2 separate regions of the Hordeum vulgare genome follow, and region 1 is linked to region 2. The links are chromatin contacts, called in public Hi-C maps. All regions are on one chromosome and are shown on one strand. Each heading gives the region's core, a stretch centred on a gene start, on an enhancer-like site or on the middle of the called end of the contact. The rest is flanking DNA. Distances are from core to core; before and after follow the strand shown.

The links. Hi-C and Micro-C count contacts between places; a contact is called where the count stands out from the background.
Region 1: a Hi-C map of leaf shows a contact between it and region 2, with 2.7 times the contacts expected there. The contact joins the promoter of LOC123434655 here to the enhancer-like site in region 2. A contact is called at or near these places in 2 of 6 Hi-C or Micro-C datasets (leaf and seedling).

The regions. Positions count from the first base shown.
Region 1 is chr1H:335,765,348-335,771,862 of MorexV3_pseudomolecules_assembly, reverse strand. LOC123434655 (pyridoxal reductase, chloroplastic) reads right to left here and starts at 3,850. Exons shown (of 8, transcript XM_045115525.1): 1 at 3,620-3,850; 2 at 2,285-2,513; 3 at 2,070-2,163; 4 at 1,780-1,903; 5 at 1,500-1,601; 6 at 1,240-1,391; 7 at 1,030-1,123. The coding sequence starts at 3,766. It also overlaps the pseudogene LOC123399041.
Region 2 is chr1H:334,828,503-334,834,300 of MorexV3_pseudomolecules_assembly, reverse strand. No RefSeq gene overlaps it. Among protein-coding and RNA genes, the nearest start is that of LOC123434639, 86 kb to the right of the region's middle. Within about 2 kb of position 1,985, at least 2 of the 3 cell types and tissues checked have open chromatin away from gene starts, as enhancers often do. A contact at or near this core is called in leaf, where this site is marked.

The sequences.
Region 1 (6,515 bases), core at 2,601-5,100, 940 kb before region 2:
AGATTGCGAGATATGACGGCGATCCGCCGACGGTTGTTTCGGGAATTGTTTCTGTAACATGAACGTTGTTTCTGCAACACTATTATTGTTTCAGGAATTGTTTCTACAACATGACCATTGTTTCTGCGACGCGGCCGTTGCAAGGTGAGGTTTGGCGTAGGCCTGTCGAAGAGGAAACTCCAACACGTGACGGAACCTAGGTTTCATGATTTTTTCAGAGTGAAACAGAGATGATGTAGAAATTAATCCACGCTTCTCGATGCGATCTGCTCGAAGACGGCAGTTTAGCTCCTGCACGTCGACGGAGGGCTGATTTTGCGGTGGGCTGGCGGCGGCGCCGCGCGGGGCGCAACTCTATCCGGGTCGGGAAAGAGTATTTAGTTTCTGCAACAAACCATTTGTTGCGGGAAATAACGACTGAGCATGCGGGATGCGGACGCTAGATTGAACGGCTATTAGCTCGGGCATCCAACGACTGTCCAGGTGACGGATAATTTTTAGAAATCGACCGACGGACGCGTAGTGTTCCCCAAAATTATGGCATGCACATGGTTTTCTAACATATTTTGGTAGGTTAAAGCCAAATTTCAAGAATTCCACATTTACTGTACGGAGAAAAAGACTACTTGCTGTGACAGACCACTCATCATTTAGCAAAATTCGGGTCACTCCAAAGTCGTTGTGCACTTAGGAAAACACGCATAGAGATGTAAATGACAAATAAGTGGCAGTCACAAGTCCCATTTATTTAGCTTTTTCTAATTTTATAGTTCATTTTTCTCGAAAAAAAAACAAAATTTTAAACTACTACTCCCTCTGTTCCTAAATATAAGACTTTTCAGAGATTGCACTATGAACTATATACGGATGTACATAGATATATTTTAAAGTATAGATTCACTTATTTTGCTTCGTATGTAGTCTTCTAATGAAATCTCTAAAATGTCTTATATTTTGGAACGGAGGTAGTAGATAATAAGTGGGTTTAAATGGGATTAAATGGGACTGGGTCCATCCCTAAACACGCACCTGGGACATGGTTTTGCCCTTTCGGTCGGCAATACTCTTCAAGCAAGACAGCAGGGACTCCAGCCCAGGAAGAATCTGCCGGAACAACACAGATCTGCATTGCAGGACATATTCAGAAAGAAGAAGGACAGGCACTCACTCATCAACCGCATTGCATGTTTAGAAAAAACATACGTAACAGCGTATTTTCTCGTCCGCATTGGCCATTACCTTGGCCCATTTGGAAGGTTAGAGGCGTCGTACTTCCCGGTGAGCATGCCCAGCCCAAGCGGGCTATAAGCGATGAGACGAACGCCCAGAGAGTCGCACACGGTTTTCAGCTCCATCTGCTCCTCACCCATGCTCAGCAGCGAGAACTGCACCTGCATTCACAGTATGTTTGAGGCATAATAAAAAAAAACTGAATGAGAAGTATATTTCGGCCCAATAGGCCCAACGTGCACGCCCAGCCATTATTTTCTCGCAGCTACCTGAGCTGAGCTCAGGGGGACACCTCTGGATGCTAGGTAGCTGTGGATCTTCAGAAGCTGCTTCGGCCCGTAATTGCTCACACCCACGGCCCGGACAAGACCCTAAAAACGCCATAAACTTCCAGTCATGTTTCAGAAGCTTTGGTCAATTATGTGTCTGAAGAAATGATAGTCAAATCATACATATGTAGGAGTAAGTGTGCACTGCACTAAAAGGAATTCAGGAATTCAGAAACTTTGTTCGATTGCATGATATGATTTGTCTGAAAAAAATGGCAACCTTGTCATACATTTCAACTAGACCGTCCCAGAGAGCGCGCTCCTGCAGAGGCGCATAGTTGGCAGTAGACCAATGCAGCTGCCCTATTCCGAGACGGTCGATCTGTAACCTTTCTAATGACGACCTGCAAAAGAGGCACTCCGTAAGGTCATTAGAAGCTCAAGGTAACGCAACTTCTCAGATATGCTCCGTCCCCAGTGAGCTATATGTTTCTGCACAAATCCATTGAACGGAGTTGAACAAAAGGACATATGGCCGATGTACATTAAGCACACAAATTGGAGGAGTACCTGCAGGCGTTGACAAACTGGCCGGACGTTAGTCGCCAAGGATACGCGGCAAACTTCGTTGCGATGACCACGTCGTCTGGAGATTTTATTGGCCCTGTGACAATACAAGGGCATAGAAATGTTATAAAATTTAAGGCCATACAAATGACAGAACAAGCATCAGTTCACAATTGCTGAATACATTTTGAGCAATTATGCTATCTAATAATCCAAACCTTGGCACTCGCGGATAAATTTGCCGAGCAGCCTTTCGCTTTGGCCGTTCAACTTCCCAGTTCCATAGGAGTCGGCGGTGTCGAAAAGGTTTATGCCATTCTTCAGAGCCAAATTGAAACACTCCTGCAGTTCACTGTCCATGCTTTCCTCGTAGCCCCAGAGCAGCTGGTTGCCCCAAGCCCATGTTCCAAAACCCATGGGGGAAACTGAAAGGGGCCCAACATTCACCTACATTTGTGAAACAACAATTTTACCTTAAACCGATTTCAGTGAAGACGAGTTGATAACCACACCCAATAATTGTGTAGTCCACGATTTTTTTTCTGAAGATTGTGTTGCATGTTATGGTTCAGAGTGTCATGTGAGCACTACAGAGATGCAAAACTGAGAGTTGGCTCGACAGATTTCCGGACACTGCACCTGTTAAGAGTTCAATGTTGCACTAGTCCGTCAGGAAGAGGGATACGAGCTGATCAGGTCAACGAACCCTCTGCTTGTTTTGACAGTGGTACCAACTCTCTTTTTCTTTGAGAGAGAGGTGCCATCAGCTAATGTTACTAGAGACACCGTGTCAGTAGCTTTTCACCCACCTAGTAGTAGAGTTAAAATAAGCACAGCAACAGCAAACTTTGTCAAGTCTCTAAGCGTTCTCACGCAATGTGGAACTTTTGGGTTGCCGTGCTGCACGGCTTCGGTAAAGAGGAACGGCAGCATCAGAGTGGATATCGACAATCGCTCTGAACCAAACGAACAGGGGCATTTCCCGTTTGATCCCTAGCCTAAAAGATACCACCACAGGTTAAGGCGCCTGCAGTGCACTACTAATCTAATCGCGTTCCTGTTCGAGCCTCGTGAACGGGTTACAGGCGTGGGTGTGTGCGAATTCAGACGGGAACATGAAGTTTGTCCTCGTGTCTCGTCTACTCGCCATGCTCCTTGATGGCGAGCTGTACCGCGCAGCTCATGTCATGTCGCGAAATCAGCAACGCACTGTGGAAAAGAGCGTGCCGCTGTGTAACCATTCAATGGAGTTTGTACTGATAGTCTGATACTGTACAGGAAAAAAAATCGCAACGACTGCGCAGCGCTGGTGCTGTAGTTAGGGCTCCGGATACGCACGGCTGCAGTGGTTATCAGAAACAGGGGGAAATTTCCGATGGTTGCGCGGCTTCAGGCCTTCGCTATTATAGAATTCATGCAAAATCGACGTGAAATCTGAGAAGCGATTGCCTTGTGTGTGTGTGTGTGTGTGTGTGTGATCTTGAGATTTCGGCTAGCGTATGACTTTAGTATCATGCACACAACATGTATGGGTTGAGCTAGCGTGTTGGAACCTTTTCCCACGGCCAGAAGAGTGGTCCGAGGCGCAGCGCGGCGGCAGGCGGCGGCGGTGACGAAGCTCGTCCGAGGAGGATGCCTCCGCCGTGCGTCTGCGACGAGAAAGGCGTCGCCGGCGCCGCCTTGGCAGCCGGCAGAGCCATCCTCGGTGGAGGGCGGGGAGAGAGGGAGTAGGCACGATCTTCAGGCGCGTTGGTTCGTGTCCGTTCGTCTCGCGATAAAATCCCATTCGTTTTTTTTTTCTGCGGGACGTTGCAGTTTACTTGCGCGTGCATCGCTCGTGATCTCCTTTTTTCTTTTGAGGCAATCGTACGTGATCTCTTGTTTGGTTTAACCCCGGTGGCGGTGGGGAAGCACAATGTAGGCTAAATTTGTTCGGCCCTAAGAGCATCTTCAGCCGCATCCGTAATAAGGGAAACGCTGTCGTTCCACCGACGGATCCTGATTTCGCGTCCACCGTCTCCTTTATTCGTCACGTGGCCGGGCGGACGAGCCGTGACCCGTTTTCTGAAACAACTCCATTGTTTCTGCAACTTGGAAGTAGTTGCAGAACGAGGGACCCAGGCATGGCGACGACGGCTTCCACGGGAAGAGCTCGCCGGCCGCCCCGCCGCCGGCCGCCTCGCCGCCTAGAGCTCGCCGGCCGCCCCGCCCCGCCGCCAAGAGCTCGCCGGCCGCCCCGCCCCGCCGCCAAGAGCTCGCCGGCCGCCCCACCGGCCGCCCCGTCGCCTAGAGCTCGCCGGCCGCCCCGCCGGCCGCCCCGCCGGCCGCCCCGCCGCCTAGGTAGTGGTTCTGCAACTTGAGCTTTGTTGCAAAATTTCTTGAAACATGACCCTTGTTGCAAAAAATTCTCCCGCAAAAACGAAGAAAAAAATCTTGCAACAAGCAAATTGTTTCTGAAACTCGACCGTTGTTTCAGGAATTAACAGATCCAAAGTTTATTTCTTGCAACAAAGCGAAAGTTTCCGCAACTCGAGCGTCGTTTCAGAACCATGCGGCGGGGATGCAGGGCGTTAGATCGCCATCCAACGGCTAGCTAGGTGACGGATAATTTTTAGAAATCATCCGGCGGATGCGTAGCGTTCCCCCCGTAATAAGCCTTCGTTTAAATTTTTTCGTTGACCAAAAAAATAAAATGACCCAGTTGCATCTTCACTAACCCGTTTTTCTTCGGTTAGGATTAAAATAGGCCCCAACGGTCCCACGTCAAACTGAACGCGCTCGGTCGCTCGGGGGCGCCGATTGAAACATTTTTGGCGCGAAAAATCTCTAGGCCTGCCGAGTCAGCGATTGACGCGCGCGGTTGTTGTCCTCGTCGCCTCGTTTCCTGCAGAAATCAATGCGAAGGCTGCGCCGCCGGTCAGCCTTTCATTGATTCACGGGCGGCACAGTGAAGGTGCGGCGATGCACGTCCCATCGGTTCTTGCCACACGTTCACATGGCGCCGTTCCCGTGCCCGCCCGCCCGCGGCTATATAAGGTGTCCTCTCCTCGCTGATGGCCACACACCTCTCTCGTCGATGCCCTTTCATCTCCTTCTTCATCATCGACGCCTCCTCTCCCGTTCTCTCCCCAAAAGATGGTCGAATGCTTCCCCGGCGACGGAGCGGTAGCCAATGGCTTCGGCCGCCGCCACCTCCACGAGGACGAGGCCCGCCTTCTCTACGAGGAAGACTACCGGGGTCATGGAGGGTGAGCGCCAGCGGAGTCCCGGTGCCACCGCCGCCTATTGGAGCTGACCGGCTGGCGGAGATCGCACACATCCGGTCGTCGCTGTCGGAGAGCTCGCGCAACGTGCCGAGGTACGTCCCCGACAGCAACATGTTGTGGACGGCGTACTTCGAACGCCGTCACGCCGACCAGCTCGCCACAACTCCGAGGGGCGCCGCCAATGGTGGTGCGTCCCCGACCGCACCTTGGAGGTCGTCCTTGAGGACATCGAGGGCGGCAACTCGCCGAGGTACGAGTACCCACCACCACCCGCCTTCTCCCGCCGTCGTGGCAGCTCCTGGACGCCGAGGCGGATGGAGACGGCACCGTCCTCCTCGTCCGGCTCCCGCTCCTCCGGGTAGCCGCCCCCCCCCCCCCCCCGTCAAGCCGGAGCCGCAGGAGACGCTGCTAGGGCGGCGCACACGCAGCTGCGGCATAGTCATCAATGAGCCCGGTGCCACCTCCCGCCTCGTCAAGCCGAAGACGGAGCCGAGACTCCTCCCCATCAAGCAGGAGCACCAGGCCATGACGGCTGACGATGAGACCACCCTCAAATGGGCGCGGGACGACTACGCCCGGGAGGAGATGGAGCGCCAGTGACGCGCCCTTGAGGAGATCGCCGCCCGGCGCCGCGGCCGCGAGGAGGACGACGTTGTCATCCTCGACGACAGTAACGAGGAGGCGTCGGGGCCTTCCAACCCCGTTCGCCACGACGACCCACGGTAGGGGTGCAACAAGGACGGCGGCGGAGCGCAGGACGACGACGACAGTGACTACACAAATTTCTACAAGCTTCTGGGCATGTAGAAGGTGGCGGCATCGGGCGGCAGCGACGGGCGGCGACGATGTAGTTTAATTATGTTTTTATTTCACTTTTGTACAAAATGTAATGAAAACTATGAATTTACTTCGAAATTGAATCAGTTTTGGCCGAATTTGTTTGTTTTCAAAAAATAGTTGGGGTGACCTTTGGGGGGCGACTGTGAACCTGAGCCCCCCCTCACGCCGATTTTTTTGTCGGCGCCCCCCAGGCGACGCTATTTCACGCCCCTGGGGGCGGGGGCAAACGATGGAGATGCTCTAAGCCCTCCGAGAATGCACAATTTCTTTTTATTTTCAGAAAAATCCATAAACTCGAGAGCAACTAACTAAGGTTACCTAAACATTCTTATATACTACATAC
Region 2 (5,798 bases), core at 736-3,235:
CAAGAGTATTATTTTAGAAGATTTTTGCAACCCAAGTATTGTTTCAGAAAAAAGGGTTCGGTCGTGAAGTTTTTTCAGCAATAGGCTAGTTTCAGAAGATCTCCGCAACACAGATTTTTTTTCAAACGGAAAAAAAGGGTTCAACAATGAATATATTTTTCTTCTGTAATAATGGTCTTGTTTCAGAAACACAGCCCAAATTAAAGAAAGTGTGGGAGCGTGCAAGATAAAAAATTTCTGCAACATGACATTTGTTCTAAAACTTTCTTTTGCAACAATACCTATGTTGCAAAAAGATGAAGAAAAAAAATTATGCAACCTGACCTATGTTGCAAAAGTTTTTTGCAACATGATCTTTGTTGCAAAGATTTTTGCGGCACGACCTCTGATGCGGGACAACGAGCTTGTTTCTGCAACTCGACCATCACTTCAGGAATTAATTGGTCGGAGGAGGCAGCCGAGCCGCGTGCCAGCAAATAGATCGGACGGGTGCAAGCGCGTACATCGACCGGCTATTCCGGTGGTGGATGTTTTGTACGGATCCATCGATGAATGCCTAGCAGCTCCTATAGCTATAAGGCACAAAAGAATCCCCTTACGGCTTTTTTCAAACGCATATCCACTCATCCTTATGAATGCACACGCGTACACCCTACCCCTACGAGCATCTCTGAAAGACTCAGATAACATATTATCTTGAGATTTACAAAGTCACCTAGACGTCTCGTCATTGACAGAAACGCCTCCTCCCACTAAAAGTGTATCGCCGAAAACTTGAAATAAATCCAAAAATAATACAAGCACCGGGACTTGAACCCTCGTAGACTGGCAATACCACTATCCCTCTAACCATCCAACCACGGGTTGGTTTGCCAATATACAATAAGTCAATGTAGATAGTTTTATGGATAAATACTACTATCATTCATAGATAAATATGTTTTTAATGATACAAAAGGTAAATCTAACCACTTTTTAGGGTTTTATGTTGGATAATTATTTTGGGGGACATGTTCATTGTCATTCACAAACTTTAAAGAATTGACATTTGCAAGAAAAAACATTTTTGGCGCATAAGAGCATTTGTTGCCAAGAGCTGAATTGGATTTCTGCTTCACATAATTCCACAAAAGACATTCTCCTTCAGACTTTTCCTAACGGTCTTATGCACGGCCGCCTGAATTTTCTTCTAAAACTTGGCATGCTCCGCCAATCTTACCCCCAACCCTATGAAGGGATCCAGTGAGCCATACATCAAGCCAAAATGGACATACAATTAAAAGTCGGAATAAGTTATTTTCGATCTGGTTAGAGGAGGAAGGAGAGACTCGGTTATGGTCCAATAAATAACTTTCTTCAATGCTCAGATCGAGGAAGAGATTAAAATGCAACATCATAGTCATAGCAGTTTTGTACTTTAAATTAGTAGTGTCGTGGTTTAAAGAAGATTGCATTAACTCATCCACTACCTCGGTGCTCTTACCTCTTGGGCCAGCTCAATGTGGTGGGTGTTTAGTCGGATATTTCAATTTTTTTGTTGTTGCATTCTAACTGTTTTCTGTTGGACAAGGCCATTTCTGGCTTTTTTCCCGTATTTTTTTGGTTTTTCCCATTTATCCTTTTTCCCTTTTCTTTATTAAATTCATGACCTTTTTGAAGTAACTCTAACATATTTAAGACACATATTTTCAAAACCTAATAATTTATAAAACAATAATGAACATTTTTTGAGTGTTGCGAATATTTTTGGAATTTAATTTCCATTTACTAAACTTTATTGAAATTTAATGCATTTTTCTGTTAAAGAAACTATTACATGTAATAAAAGGCAGTGCTAGCTGCAAACTCGTTAAATGGGCCAACCCAGTATCTGCAAATAAAAAATAAAACAAATTCAGAGACTAAAAGGCCCACTACCAGGGCGTGGGGTGGGTTTTACTTCTCTATTCCGGGGCCTACATACGGGCATGACCAATATATTTCTTATTCTGCGCCTTCAATGCCGGTTAAGTGCATTCTTTTGACTGACGCTCAATGCATACTTACCTGGCCCAGCCCATATACCATAGTATTTCGTCAAACTCCCAAAATTATATAACACTTTGTTAAATACATGTTTTTTATAACTTTTATTTAATTCTTCAATTCATTGGTTTTTCTTCAGACCTTTTTATTCGATTTTTCTTTCTCCTTTTTCCATTTTTATTAAATGTGCGAATTTTTCCAAATTCATGATTTTAAAAAACGATGAACCTTTATTCAAAAATTTAATGAACTTTTACTCAAATTTGTGAATATATTTTTCAAAAGAGATGAACCTTTTCAAATTTGTGGAGTTTTCAAAAAATATGAATTTTCTTCAAATTCAATTAAAAATATATGATGAAGTGTTTTAAAATTTGATGATTTTGTTTTACTGATTTTAGAAAAAAATATATCAAATTAGATGAACTTTTTCATGTTTCTAAATTATTTTCAAGATGTATGTGTTTTTCCCCTATCAGTAATTGTTTTTTCAAAATCGATGAACTTGTTATTTAAATTGATGGTTTTTTCCCAAAATCGATAAAAAAAACATTAAATCGACGAAATTTCTTACAATGTTTTAACCTTTTCAGATTGACGATTTTATAAAATTGGATGAACGTTTTTCAAAATTGATGAACTTCTTTATTTTAATTTGTGAACTATTTAAAAGTTGGTGAAATAAATTTTAGAAATGTATGAACATTTATGTATTCATAGGTTTTTCTGCTTTTTAATATTTTTCTCATTTTTTCGTATTTATTCAATGGTTGAACCGGTGAACCATTGTGAATTAAGAAAAATAGGAAAGTAAAACAATTGCGTTTTTATGGGTTGCATTTTAAAATAAAAAAGTAATCTAGCACTTCAGTGTGTGTGTTTTTAATTCAAGCACGTCAGGTTTGATGGACGACTTAGTTAGTTTGTTCGTCGTTTAAACTGGACCATCGCAGGTTCGAATCATGGCACACACACCATTTTGGGGGATTTATTAAAAGGGAAATAGAAGAATTAACTATGGGTCGGCGCACTGGGCGTTGTACTAGGCACCGGTTGGGTTCCGCAGCGCTAAATAGGAGTGGTATCGTTATAGGAGCCCCGAATAGTTTCGATGTTACTTCTGTTTCTCTCTTTTTTCTATTTCTTTTGTCTTTTGTCCTGATTTTTTATTTTTTACATTTCCTTCTCCTTTTTTTTGTATTATAGAAAAAGATCACTATGCATTATGAAAATGACAATAGTATATTACAAAAATGTTCATCGTATATTTAAAAAATGTTCACTGTATACTAAGAAATTGTTTAGCGTCTTCTGTAAAAAATGGTCAATGTGCATTTTCAAAATGCTTAACGTATATTACAAAAAATTCATGGTGCTAAAAAGTTCACCATATTGAAAAACATGTTATATGTGTATTTCGGAAAGTGTTCACTGTATATTCCTATAATATGCACCAGATAGTAAAAGAAGCACAATCTGTATTTGAAAATTGTGCATCGTATATTATAAAAATAATCACTTATACTAAAAACTGTTTAAAAAAATTCAAACATTTTTTTCATAACATTCAAAAGTGTTTTAAATGCTCTCATTTCCTTTTTCAAAAGTCTGTATTTAATATATAAAGCCGACTAAAAAATCTTAAAAAAAACTACTGTCTTTTTTAGGCTAACCACACGCTTTATTCATTTCTTGAAACAGTGTTCAAAGGTATACAGTTGATATCAGGGGGGTTTATGAGCCAAAGATGACGACCTAAATAAAGTTTAAGCGCGTGTTTAGCGTGGCGATGTGCCTCCAATTTGAAGCTCTTCCTCCAAACAGAAAAGAGCACTGTCGAAACTCCGTTGCCATGGTTTGAATTTCTCGGATAATATGGCCATGGATTCCTCTAGTTCCTTCCTTGATGTTGGCAACAACTTCCTTGCAATCAGAACCAATGTGGACTTGTGGTTGCAACAAATCAGATGCGAGTGCCAAAGTTTCTCGGCACGCCGAGGCTTCTAGTGTTGTCGGATCGGTGATGCCTGCAAAAACTCTCGCGGATGCCCCCAAGTACAGGGCCCCATCATACCGGTAGATCACTCCTACAAAGACGTGTTTGGTGTGTTTGGTACCGCCCCATCCACCTTTACTTTCACAAAACCAGGAGGAGGAGGTGTCCAGCGAGTGACAGGAAAGGGAAGGACATGCCATTTTGCTATATCTGGCTTGCTTGAGGTTATGAGAGATATGTATCGATCAACAAAAGCATGAGTACCCGCTTTGAAATTCATGTTGGTATAGTGCTTTCCTTCTTGCATGCCATATTGCCGAGAGTGTGACGAGGACGCGTACAAAATCCGTGTGCAAGAGTGCATCCATGATAGAAAAAATCCAACCTTTTGTATCCGGTTCACTAACTTCATAAATAATTGTCACCGGCTCCCGTTTCTGCATCACCCACACACATCGAGAGGAGGTACATTCTAGCAAAGCATTGTAGTCGATATACTAAATATTGTAGGATCTCAATGTTGGCCGACCCACTTGTTAAGAACCGTGTGCAAAACCTTGACTATCAGATGCACACGGGCGTCCAATAGGAGCACTCACACGGAATAGGAGGACTCCGCGTGCTCTAAGGACTGAAGAGACTAGGCGGAGGGAGCAAGGTTGCAACCTTACTTGTGCAAGAACCAACACCGAGTACCCTGCATCCTCCTCTCACTTTTTGACTACTATTTTCACCATGTGGCGCTCCAACAAAGGTTGATATTTCGTCCTGTTGGGAACAGACTGAGAGTACAGAGCGTGCATTTAGCTAGAATTAATAGTACATGCGATATTAGTTTGGTTCAGTTCTAACTAGGGCCACCAGGTGACTTTAACATAGATAAATTCACCACATACACCTCATTATAGTGCTATAATCAATACGAAGAGCGTAATCTCATCGAAAATAACTAACTCGATTTCACTGTCAAATTTGGGTGGATCCTGGTGTGATGAAGTACAACCATCTCTCCTAACCATCCAATGTATGGTACGACTCTTACTTCAAATCATGTGTGCTCATTATCATATTGAGTTGTCAATGGAACCTTCAACTCGTGACATTTTTTTTTGTAAATAGGCAAAGCTTTTATATCATTCAAATAGAAGAAGATATGATTGAGTACAGTAGGTGTTAGAACGCATGACAAGAACTGCAGGAGGCGTGAACATGGTGTCGAGAGAAGAGAGACATGGGATGCTCAACCCAAAAACAAAAACACTACTCCAAAATTCATCATCATAGGAACCAGCCCAAACAAAAACTAGCATGAGGACCGTAACCCCCAAATCAACCGCGGAGGACGCCGCGAGAAAACAAGACAATGCCTTCACAAAGGATAACGAAGTCGAGACGACGTCGTCGTCCAATCCGAATATTCAAACCTAAGATTTCCACTGATGACCGAAGAGGGTCACAAACAACGGTCATGGCAACACCTCCAAGAAGGGGTCGACACCCGCGGGTGTCATTGCTACCACATCGAAATGTTGACCACAGATTTCTCCCTGGCCGAGTTTGAGCAATCCCGAGCGGTCGGATTAAGACTCAAAGAAGAGGAAGTAGGGTCATAGGTCAGAACCATCACCGTAGGAAGGGGAGCTATGCCTAATGTCGAAGGAGGCATCAGGCGCTGCCGGAAATGCGAGTTACAAAATAGAAAAAAGGCGAACATGGCACAAAGTTGGGCTGAGTTGGGCAGCCAAGCAAAAAGAGAGGCAAAGTAAGAGGTGCGACG